3 separate regions of the Zea mays genome follow, and all the other regions are linked to region 1. Evidence: chromatin contacts called from public Hi-C data. All regions are on one chromosome and are shown on one strand. Each heading gives the region's core, a stretch centred on a gene start, on an enhancer-like site or on the middle of the called end of the contact. The rest is flanking DNA. Distances are from core to core; before and after follow the strand shown.

Region 1 (3,515 bases), core at 391-2,890:
CGCCGACGCCGAGGAAGTCGAAGAAGGGCAGCGAGACCTTGTCGTCGGAGCGCGCCGTCGCCGGCGGCGCGGAGAAGGCGGAGCGCGCGCTCGGTGCGAACGCCGCGGCGCGCGGGGCCACGTCGTAGCCTGCGGAGGAAGGAACGGACGGACGCACGCACGCCACGGCAGGCGGTCAGTTCGGGGGGAAAAAACACGACATGGGAGTGAGACGACGACGGCCGAGGCCCGTGCCGTTGTACGTACCACTCTGGTAGAAGCAGGGGGCGGCGGAGGCGAGGGAAAGGTCGGTGGTGCACGTGGAGGCGGTCTCGTCGGACTCGCCGCCGCTGTGCGCGCGGGTGTCCGCCGCGGCCGCCGTGTACTGCGTGTGGGCGTCGGCGGCGTGCAACGGCGGCATGGGAGGGGAGCCGCCGGCGTAGTGGTGGTGGTGGTGGAGGACGACGACGGGCGCCAGGTGCGGCGCCGGCGCCGGCGCCGGCGAGGGCGAGGTCGAGGAGGGCTTGCGGCGGCGGAGCGCGCCCGAGTGCTCCCGCTGCCTGCGCGCCATGAGGACGTGCCAGTGGTTCTTGACGGCGTTGTCGGTGCGGCCCGGGAAGAGGCGCGCGATGAGAGCCCACTTGTTGCCGTACGCGCGGTGCGCCGCCAGGAGCCGCTCCTCCTCCTCCTCCGAGAAGGCGCGCCGGTTGATCCGCGGGTCCAGCTGGTTGAACCACCGCAGGCGGCAGCTCTTCCCTGCGCGCGCGGTTCCATTCCATTTCCATCAGACGACAGAGAGAGAGAGGGAGAGAGAGAGAGAGAGAAAGGCGCGCAATCACCGGCCGTCAGGAACACGAAGCAAGCAGGCGCATCCGCATTGCGGTGCGTAGTGGCTGGCATTACCTGATCTGCCGTCCAGCCTCTCGGCGATGAGGTTCCAGTTCTGGGGCCCAAACTGAGCGACGAGCTCCTTGAGCTTGGCGTCCTCGGCGGGGCGCCAGTGGCCCCTGGCGCACAGCTTCCCCTGGCCGGCGCCGCCGTGGCCACGGCCGTCACCGCTGCCCTCGTCGACATCGTCCACGTGGTACACCTCCTCGGCGGCGTCCTGATGCTGCTCCTCCTCGTGGCGGAACGAAGCGAGAGCCGGCGGCGGTGCAGCACCGAAGAAGGCGGCCATCTTGTCCGGGTCCGACCGAGGCGGCTTCCAGGAGAGAAGATGGGGAAGGGAGACGGAGGGGAGGGGAGGAGAAGAGAGGGAAAGGGACAAGCCTTAGTTCTTGCTGCTGCAAAGGAAGGAAGGGAAGTGGGCTAATATAGGAGGAGGAGGAGGCGGCGGCGCGGCGGCGGGCTAATTGATCGCAACTAAACAAGCACAAAATAAGTGCTTCCTTGTTTGAGTTTTACTAACAAATTAGTATCCCCCTTCTCTGCTCTATATACAGTAGGTCTCTTGTTGATTGATTGATGGGTAACCTCCTCGTTCTCTCCCTCTCTCTTTCTACCCTGGATGGGTTTTGGATGCCTGCCTTTTTCGAGTGGGAGATGCGATTGGTTTGGTTTGGTTGGGCTTTCAGGCGGCTTCCCTTCCCTTCCCTTGCTTTGAGATCGATGGCAGCAGAAGGGTAGAGAGGAGAGAGACTGCGCGTTGTTCTTGTTCTTGTGTCATCCTTGCAGACTGCATCCAGAATTCCAGATAGAAAGAGAGAGGAGGAGGGAGAGAATTTGCACAGATTTGTTTTTGTTGTTTTTTTTTTCTTTGGGTACAGGTTCAGAGGCCGCCCGTGTGGGTTTGGGGAGTCCAACCCCGGCCACTACCAGCCTGGGGTAGAACCTCTGTCCCCTGCCGGCCTTGACAAAACCCATCACATTCGCAGGCGCCCTCGTCTCTATGCGCACCCACCCTAAACCCCCACCCCACCCCACCCCACCCCCACCCCATTTCCCTTCTACACATCCTGCTTCCAACCCACATCGATCCTCTACCCGCCCTTGTCATTATTAGCACCGTGACATAAAAATGATGCTGCTACTAGCATCCGAGGACGGGGCATGAGTTGTGTGCGCAAAACATTCCAGATCTCTCTTTCCAAATTATACAAAAGCTGAGCACAGTACACCCTCAAATTGTTCATGAAAAAAAATCAGAAATAAATAGAGTTCAATGTTCTATCCAGATTCTTCCATCTCCCTCTTTTCTTTTTTCTGTGGCTTTCTTCGGTGCAATCGATGCTCAGATGCACCGAGCTTTAAGGCAGACTGCAGTTCATCTTTACTATATTAAAACAACAATTTCAATGATCATGCTGCGTCATTTTTATATAAATAACCCCTTTTATTTATTTGAAATCAAGTGTAATACCCACTTTGTAAGTGATAATATAAAAGGAGAAAAATATATTTCCTTTATTTATATGTGTAGTATCTATTTACCATCACATGTGAACACCATATTTAAAAAAATCAATAATTAATAAAAGACATACCACAAAAATATGCATCATGTTGGGTCTTTATTTTGTGTGCACCTTGTGGCAACATAAAAATAATATGACAAGAAAAATGTTTGGAATTTAAGATCTAAAAGAAATTCTAGAATTGAGAAAAGAGAAGGAAAACACCATACAAATAGGATAAAATAAAAATATAAATGAATTAAAAAATCAGTCCATATTGTTATGTGAATATATACATTTAATATGAACTTCACACACATAGATTTAAATGTGAAATTTTAAATTTGGAAAGAGAAGAGAAGAGAGAAGAAAAGAAAATACCAAAAGAAAAGAAAAGAAAAGGAAATAAGAAATGGAGAAACTCCGCTCGGGCCGAATTCAGTCCGCCTGGCCCACAAATGAATTCCGTGCAGCCCATCCCGCCCGCGTGCGCCTGCCAACTGGCGGTTTGGGCCCACCGGTCGAAATCGGGATGTCACGCCAGCGGGTCACTGCCGCGCGGGACCCGTTTGTCAGAAGCTGTTCCTCGGGAGCGTGGACTCAGCTATTGTTCCTCTTCTCCGCCAAAATCGCGCGCCGCGTGCCCCACCATCTCTGCGCGCGCAACGGCTTGGGCGAAACTTCCTCGCTGCGTGCCTCGACCTGGGTATAAGGACCTCGGGCGCGTCCGCCTTCTCCAACCTATCTTCACGCGAGAATCGTTGACCACCACGAACAGTGAGAGAATTGGGGGAGCCCGCCGCCGCCGAGTGACTTCATCGCGCCGCCGCCATCCGAGCTTCTTCACGCCTACTCTCGGCTGTTGGGCGGGACCATAGGGGCATGTGCGAGCGCTCAAATGGAAGCCTTGTGGTCGGGCAAGCCTTCGGTACGGCACCACCTTGAACTCCCTTTCTCTCCCCTCGTCGTCAATTCATGCGTGGCCGAGGAAGAACCTGGGAGCTGCTCGGCGTATAGCGATGGGCGGCGTTGGATTTGGGGATTCTATCTAGGGTGCCTGGGAGGGGATGAACTATGGCGAGGGAACGACTGGTGGCACTCCTCGTCGCTGGTGAGAGTTCCGGTGCGTCGGGGGGCGCTGTG
Region 2 (3,444 bases), core at 49-2,548, 94 kb after region 1:
AAACGCGCCGGAGATCAATGAATACATACATATACCTGTCCATGCATGATGCTATCTAGTACGTACTGTATATGCTTAGTAGCTAGCCAGTTAGCTACTACTAGCTAGTGTTTATAGTATTAGGCCATGCTTTTGGTTCTATCTATATGCTTACAGAGAGAGAGAGAGAGATTCTTCTGCTTCGGTATTCATTTTCCTACTGCCCTTTCTCAGCTTGTTCATCATACCGAATCTTGTATTTGTACTCTGCTACTACTACTACAACTACAACAGTAGTTTACTACTCCCTCTTTTCTTCTTAAGGCGCCGGTGGGTCGTAAAACAAATTGATTCGTGTATGTGTATGTCAGTATGTGTAGCAACGGGGTAAAACTTTGACCCCAGGAAAAAGGGGCGGCCTAACCCACCCTCATCTGGGGAGGTTGGAATATATTGGATCACGCACCGCCCCTCCCCCTGCTGCGTCGTCCGTGGCGTGGCTGCCATTCATACACGAATTCCACCGCCGCCACCAGCAGCAGCAGCAGTAGCCCTGGGCGAAAGGCGGGCAGGCGTAGCGCAAAAACGCATGCACAAGGAACAATTCGTGTCGCGTACTACTACGAGTACAGTGCTTGTGGATGATGGATGGTAGTATAGGAGAGTACTCTTGTGGTTAAAGATTTGTGGCAGGGGCTAGCTGGAGTTTTTGGCACAGGGGGGCTAGCAAAGCTGCCATGAGATGAGAAAGAGGGGTGGGTGGGTGGGTGGGTCAGTCAGTCAGAGAGCACTATTTATTCTCTCTCTCTCTCTCTCTCTCTCTCTCTCTCTCTCTCTCTCTCTCTCTCTCTCTCTCTCTCTCTCTCTCTCTGTGTGTGTGTGTGTGTGAATTATTGCGGGTGTCAGGGAGACAGCAAAGCATGTTGTTCCCTCCTTTCCCCTCAACTGTTGTTCGCTTCTGTTTTGCCTTTGCACACTGCATCCCCCCTTCTATCTATGCCTGCCTGTTTCTGTTTCCCACTACACCCCATCCCCTTCTCTTTCTGATTTTTTTCCAACAGAAATAAAAAAAAAAAGTCTCAACTCTCCACCGCTGCTGCGCTGCACCAGCAGCAGTACACTACAGGCCCACCGACCAGCACCGTCGCGCACGTCCCATTGTAACGGCCCGCCCGAGAGAGAGAGAGAGAGAGAGAGAAAGGTGCAAGGCGACAAGGCAGAGTCCGGCCGTGCGACCGTGCCGAGGGGCCAGGGGCAGGGCCACCCACCTGACACCTCCTCCACCTCTGCACACGGACACGCACACGCTCACGCTCACTCGCTCTCGATAACCGCGGACGCGCCAGCACGTGCGGCCGGCCACCACTGGCACTGGCACGCACGACCTGACACGACGATGGGAAGACTGCTCCAGACCCACCACCCCTCACTCAATTTGTCGCCTAGCCTGCGGGACAGCAGGGCCCGAGGCCACACGTGCGGCCGGGGACGCGTGGACGGCTCGATGCGACGCATGTTGGTGCCGCATGGTCCGGGTCTGTACGACAAGCCAGGCGCCAGCCAGCCAAGCACACCAACGCACGCGCGCGACGGGGATCGGGATCGCGATCGCGAGTCGCGACACGGCCGCCGCTTAGCTGATTATTGCCTACTAATTCTAGGGGTTTTTGGTATATATATATATATATATATATATATATATATATATATATATATATATATATATATATATATATATATATATATATATATATATATATATATATATATATATATATATGGGGTACCATACCACTGCTGGTGGAGTTTAGTAGTATATCTCATTATATAGTCTAATCGGATCAACCGGACCCGTTAGCTTAATATTGTGGCTGCACTGCTAGCTATATATCTGTTACCTAGCTGATTTCACTAGCATTTTTTTTACCTACCTAACTATTACCTAGCTCTCGTAGTCTCATGCATTGAAGCACCTTTTAGTTGGCTAAAAAAATACTACTGAAATTAGCTAGCTAGCTATATATTAGTTGGATTGTTTGGATGTATTCAATTAATTTTAGCCGCTAACTATTAGTTCCAATGCATTCAAAGCCTTTAGTGCTTGCATTGTTGGCTTCCAGCTTATTGCGTGATCTTCTTTTCTTCCCTCCCCCCTCCAACTATTTTGCAAATTGGCCCTTTTCGGGGTTTTTTTTTGCACAATTATACCTCAGGCAGTTTTTATTTCAAAAAATGGACCCTATGCTCGGCGCCATTATCATTGGCACCGAGCCTGTGTGTGCCGGTGCCAATATTATTGGCGTGCATACGTCAGATGGAGGTATGACCTAGAATCTACATGGCACTTACCTTGGCGCCATAGATCTTGGCGCCGAGGTAGGCGACTGGTCAACGACACCTACCTCGGCGCCAAGATCTATGGCGCCGAGGTAAGTGCCTATAAATAGGACCCTACGTCTGACTGGTTGGTGTGCTCATTCCAATTCTTCGAAACTAGAGATATCAGCCTGATTTATAGGATGTCTAGGCGTGGTAAATCTGCTAAACAAAGGTAAGTTTTGGATCTGTCTCTTATTTTGTGAGTCTATTATATTTGTGATTGTTATAAAGCTTATGGAAATTTAGGAAGGGTCCTTTGACCGGAACTGCCTTCGACCCGCTGCCTTTGCCAAGTGGTGTTCCAGTGCCTATGTGTTTTTGTGGTGATCCTTGTAAGGTTGATAAGTCTGAGGATCATGACACCTATCGACAGAGGTATTGGATGTGTGCTAACTTTGCATTTGAGCCAACTATTGTTCAACGTCGAATGAATTTAATGGTGAGAATAGTCTCGCGGACGTCGGGAGGGGCGGGGCGGGGTCGGCCGGCGGGGAGCCGGGCGCGGCCGGGGCGGGGTGGTGGAGCGCTGGCCGGGGGAGGGGCGCGGCCGCCGTGGAGCAGGGGGCAGCGCGGGCGGGTCGGCGCCGACGAACGGGGGAGGCGCGCGGGCTCCGGTGGGCGCGAGGGCGCAGGGCGGCGCGGCGTCGACGGGTGCGAGGGGCAGGGCGGCGAGACACGGCGGCGCGGGCAGAAAAATGGGGATAGACTCTGGCGGCTGCAGAATAAAGGGAGTCGGCGCCAAGATCTGTGGCGCCGACCCCCTGACACGTGTTCTGCCGATGCCATGGAGGTCGCCGCCAAGATCTATGGCGCTGACCTCCCTGACACGTCACAGCCAGCTCGGCCTCCACGTCAGGCAGACAGGCGCCAAAAATATTGGCGCCGGCACACAGAGGCTAGGCGCCAATGATGATGGCGCCGAGCATAGGATCCATTTTTTGAAATGAAACTGCCAGAGCATAACTATGCAAAAAAAACCCAAAAAGGGCCAATTTGCAAAAAAAAAAGTTGCCCCCCCCCCCCCTAAGCGATACTTTCTTAGCTACACACGCACGTAACGTATATATGTGGCAGTACGACGACGAC
Region 3 (3,470 bases), core at 809-3,308, 130 kb before region 1:
TGTTTTTATTGACGTGAGTTCCCAGTCGTGCATGGATCTTAAATTAGGTGAGGCATGCCATGCTCGGTGTTTCTGCCGATCACGATTTTTCGTGAGCTTAGATGTTGATCGTGGAAACTCAATCTGGTAGCTGTACAGATTACAGAGTGCATCATTTCGTGCACATGCAAAGCAGAGGATGTAGATTAGTTTGTAGGATCTGCCAGGTTCAGATACTTGGATGATATTTGCACCAACAACATAGGAGTAGTTCTCGTGTGCATGCGAGCAGACTGTACAGATTAGTAGGTCTTGGAATCTAGTCATGTGCAAAATAGATCTTGTATAAGAAAATCGGTTAAATGGATTGCCAGAGTCACTCATCAAATATGAGTGTGTGCTGTTGCAATGGTCATTGTACTAGTTCTGCTCAGTGTTGTATTTCTCGCTCGGTTTCTTGGCAAATTTCTCGTTCTCGGTAGTAGACGAGAAACGAAATTCGCTCTGGTTTCAGAGGTATTTCAGTTTGAAATCTAAAAATATAAAAGTCAAAATTTGGTCAACAAAACGGTTTTCGAAAATTGCAAAACGAGAATATAATCCCTTGTTCTGCTACATAAGACAATACATACTTCAGAGATAAGGTTTGTGATATGTTTCCTTCTTATATCACTTTAAAAAAAACAGCATACCATATCCAATAGTGTCCCTTCTTTGTCACTGTCACTAAGAAAACCTGTACATTAACAGGTTTTAGATATGGATGTTTCTGTACTGAATTACTTGAATTTTGAAATGACAGCACCCACAGCAAAAGTGCTTTTTGAGGTGCTTTTCTGTTCTACTTCGTTTTAGTAAAATTTATGGTGTTATACTAATCTAACATCCAAGTAACTCTTCTGTTCTGTTCTTTTCGTTTTTGCTTACAATAGTATATTTGCTCGTGCTGCACAAGAGTGTGATGAGGTACTGCTATATAGTCAGCTTCTGTTTACTGGAAGGAATTCCTATTAAGTTACAAAGACAACCATTCACTGACATTTTCTGTCTGTACAGGATCCTGCTTTGCATCTCAGGTTCCTCGCCAATGTACGCTGAGCTATATATCACTACTGGAGTACAATCTACTCTTAGTCTCTTACCCTCCATCACTAATAACTGCATCGGCTATTTTATTGGCAAGATTTATACTACAGCCAGTAAAGTGTCCTTCGGTTCCATCTCTATAGCAGTTGCCTAGTGAAATCTCTTGCGACCTAACTAACACCTTCTCTATAGCAGTTACTTACTGGATTCTTCTTTACGTTGCTCAAATGCCCAGTGCAGAGCACAGCACAACTATGCAGGCGGTTAGTTTATGCAAGTGCTGATGACCCAGGTTATTTCAGGTGATTACAAGAGTGTAGATTCTAGATCAACGTTTGGGCCATGTGATTTTCTTTTCCTGCTTCCAATCTTTCTGTATATAGACCCATGTTTCCAGGCACTACTTGTACGTTAACTGAAGAAATTTCGGACCAGTTTGGTAGAGCATGTGTATATATGAGAAGACAATAGACTAAGTTCATAGTAGGTTGCAATCTCTAGTTCAGTGCATTATGCATGTTAAATCTGGATGATGAAGCCTTATTAATCCCTTTGTGCTCTGATCGAATTTAATTTTTCTAAGGAATGGTACATACCTTTTTTGATCAAAATATTTCAAGCACAGTAAAAACAGGTAGAGATTTAAATCAGTACAAAGCATTGTGTTGGAGCTCTTGACTCATTAGCATGCAAACCGCCGTGTCATCTCAGAGTTTCTTTCTAGAATTTCATTTGCAAAATTCCAGTGGTTGGTTCTTCAACTACTGGTGGCTTGGACACATAAAGTTGTTGTCCTGTCCTCGCCGACGACGACTCGCCTGTTCTATATGGCTTTAATCTAATTGTTCAGACTGCTGCAGCTATAATTTATAAAGACAAAATACTATAGAAAACGTAGAATCGCCGCAGCGAACATGACTGTCTACAATGCAAGTGCCAATATATTATATCAGTATCAGAGTATCATTGTCAGTGTGGAACGCACCATACGCCACATAGTCCAAGAGCGTGCGTCGATGTGCTCGACTTTTTCCAGCCAGTTACGTTGCTGACAAAACCCATCCGTGAGCTATCATTTTATATTTTGGTTCATCAGTGGCGAAGTTCTGCCAACCCAACAGTTTGTTTACTACTCTCTCCGTTTCTTTTTATTTATCGCTGGATAGTGCAATTTTACACTATCCAGCGACAAATAAAAAGAAACGGAGGGAGTACATCGTCGTCGAACGATCGACTTCTGTTCTGGAAACGAAAGTGACAGTGACAGTGACAGGCACTGTGTATCGATTCGATCGTAATGGACTTGTCTTTGAGTTCGCCATGCATGCAGAACTTATCTGTTCTGGAAACGAAAGTGAGACCCCGTAATCAACTCATACTCTGGTGATCTGGTCGGTGTCTAGATGCTATTTGTTGTGACCGACAACCGTTACCATCCATGCATGAAGGCTCAACAAACTAGCTTGGTCTTATCTGTTGATGCTCCTCGCTTTGGAACTAGCTAGCTTAATTATGTAGCCAGTAGATCATTAATTGCACGTAATAACTTTTTTGGTAGCATCTCAAGTTTAATTAAAATTATTTTAAAAATACAAAAATATGACAAATATATATATATATATATATATATACTACAAAATATAATTAATAAAATATTACTAATACTTATTTTATAACTAAATACTGTTATTTTATTATATAAATTTGATCAAACTAAGATACTTTGACCCTACCAGAAAATAAGAATCATCTATATTATTAAAAGGAGGACCGATATAATAATCTGGTCTCCGGAATGAAAAGGGGCCCATTTGCATGTCGTTAGAATCTGATCCTCAATGCATTGCGCGAACTAATAACGACAAGCGTTTGCGTTAACCACGCGCCTAATCGCCACTATAGTATTTTCTAAGCTGGAGCGGCACATTACCTAGAGCCAAGAACATTTAGGGCCGTCCTACATTAATATAAACATGCATATATATTAGGTAGAGGGCACAAATTATTAGTTTATTCAGTGTTTCCACTACTACATTGTTGATCACTTGTTTTTGATATCTTTGGGATATCAAAAAATAAAACAACACAAGTTAAAAAAATTATAGATGTCGACGTTCCGAGACCGGGGGTCCCTGAGCCGACGAGTGAATGTCGTCGCGTGCCCCAGCGTAGATGGGTCGAGCGCAAGGGCGAGCGCGAAGGGGGGAGAGCGAGGCGGCCGGAGACCAACGTGAGAGAGGTGGGAATCCCGCGGCCTTCGTGTTCGTCCCGCGCCCAGGTCGGGTGCGCTTGCAGTAGGGGGTTACAAGCGTCCACGCGGGAGAGGGAGCGAGCGGCTTCAAGCGAGCGCCTGTCTCGCCCTCGTCCCCGCGTGGCCGACCCTCTCTAAGAGGGCCCTGGTCCTT

The links. Hi-C and Micro-C count contacts between places; a contact is called where the count stands out from the background.
Region 2: a contact with region 1 is called in a Hi-C map of bundle sheath, with 2.5 times the contacts expected there. The contact joins the enhancer-like site here to the promoter of LOC100501819 in region 1. A contact is called at or near these places in 7 of 25 Hi-C or Micro-C datasets (bundle sheath, ear, leaf and 2 more) and 1 of 3 datasets of contacts at active chromatin or transcription factors (leaf).
Region 3: a contact with region 1 is called in a Hi-C map of leaf, with 3 times the contacts expected there. The contact joins the enhancer-like site here to the promoter of LOC100501819 in region 1. A contact is called at or near these places in 7 of 25 Hi-C or Micro-C datasets (ear, endosperm, leaf and 1 more) and 1 of 3 datasets of contacts at active chromatin or transcription factors (leaf).

Annotation. Positions count from the first base shown.
Region 1 is chr8:3,090,641-3,094,155 of Zm-B73-REFERENCE-NAM-5.0, reverse strand. It overlaps LOC100501819, which reads right to left and starts at 1,640. Exons shown (of 3, transcript NM_001357723.1): 1 at 883-1,640; 2 at 247-735; 3 at 1-129. The coding sequence starts at 1,156.
Region 2 is chr8:2,996,180-2,999,623 of Zm-B73-REFERENCE-NAM-5.0, reverse strand. No RefSeq gene overlaps it. Among protein-coding and RNA genes, the nearest start is that of LOC100501819, 95 kb to the left of the region's middle. Within about 2 kb of position 1,298, at least 19 of the 20 cell types and tissues checked have an H3K27ac peak or open chromatin away from gene starts, as enhancers often do. A contact at or near this core is called in bundle sheath, ear, leaf and 2 more, where this site is marked.
Region 3 is chr8:3,216,224-3,219,693 of Zm-B73-REFERENCE-NAM-5.0, reverse strand. No RefSeq gene overlaps it. Among protein-coding and RNA genes, the nearest start is that of LOC100278151, 29 kb to the left of the region's middle. Within about 2 kb of position 2,058, at least 6 of the 20 cell types and tissues checked have an H3K27ac peak or open chromatin away from gene starts, as enhancers often do. A contact at or near this core is called in leaf, where this site is marked.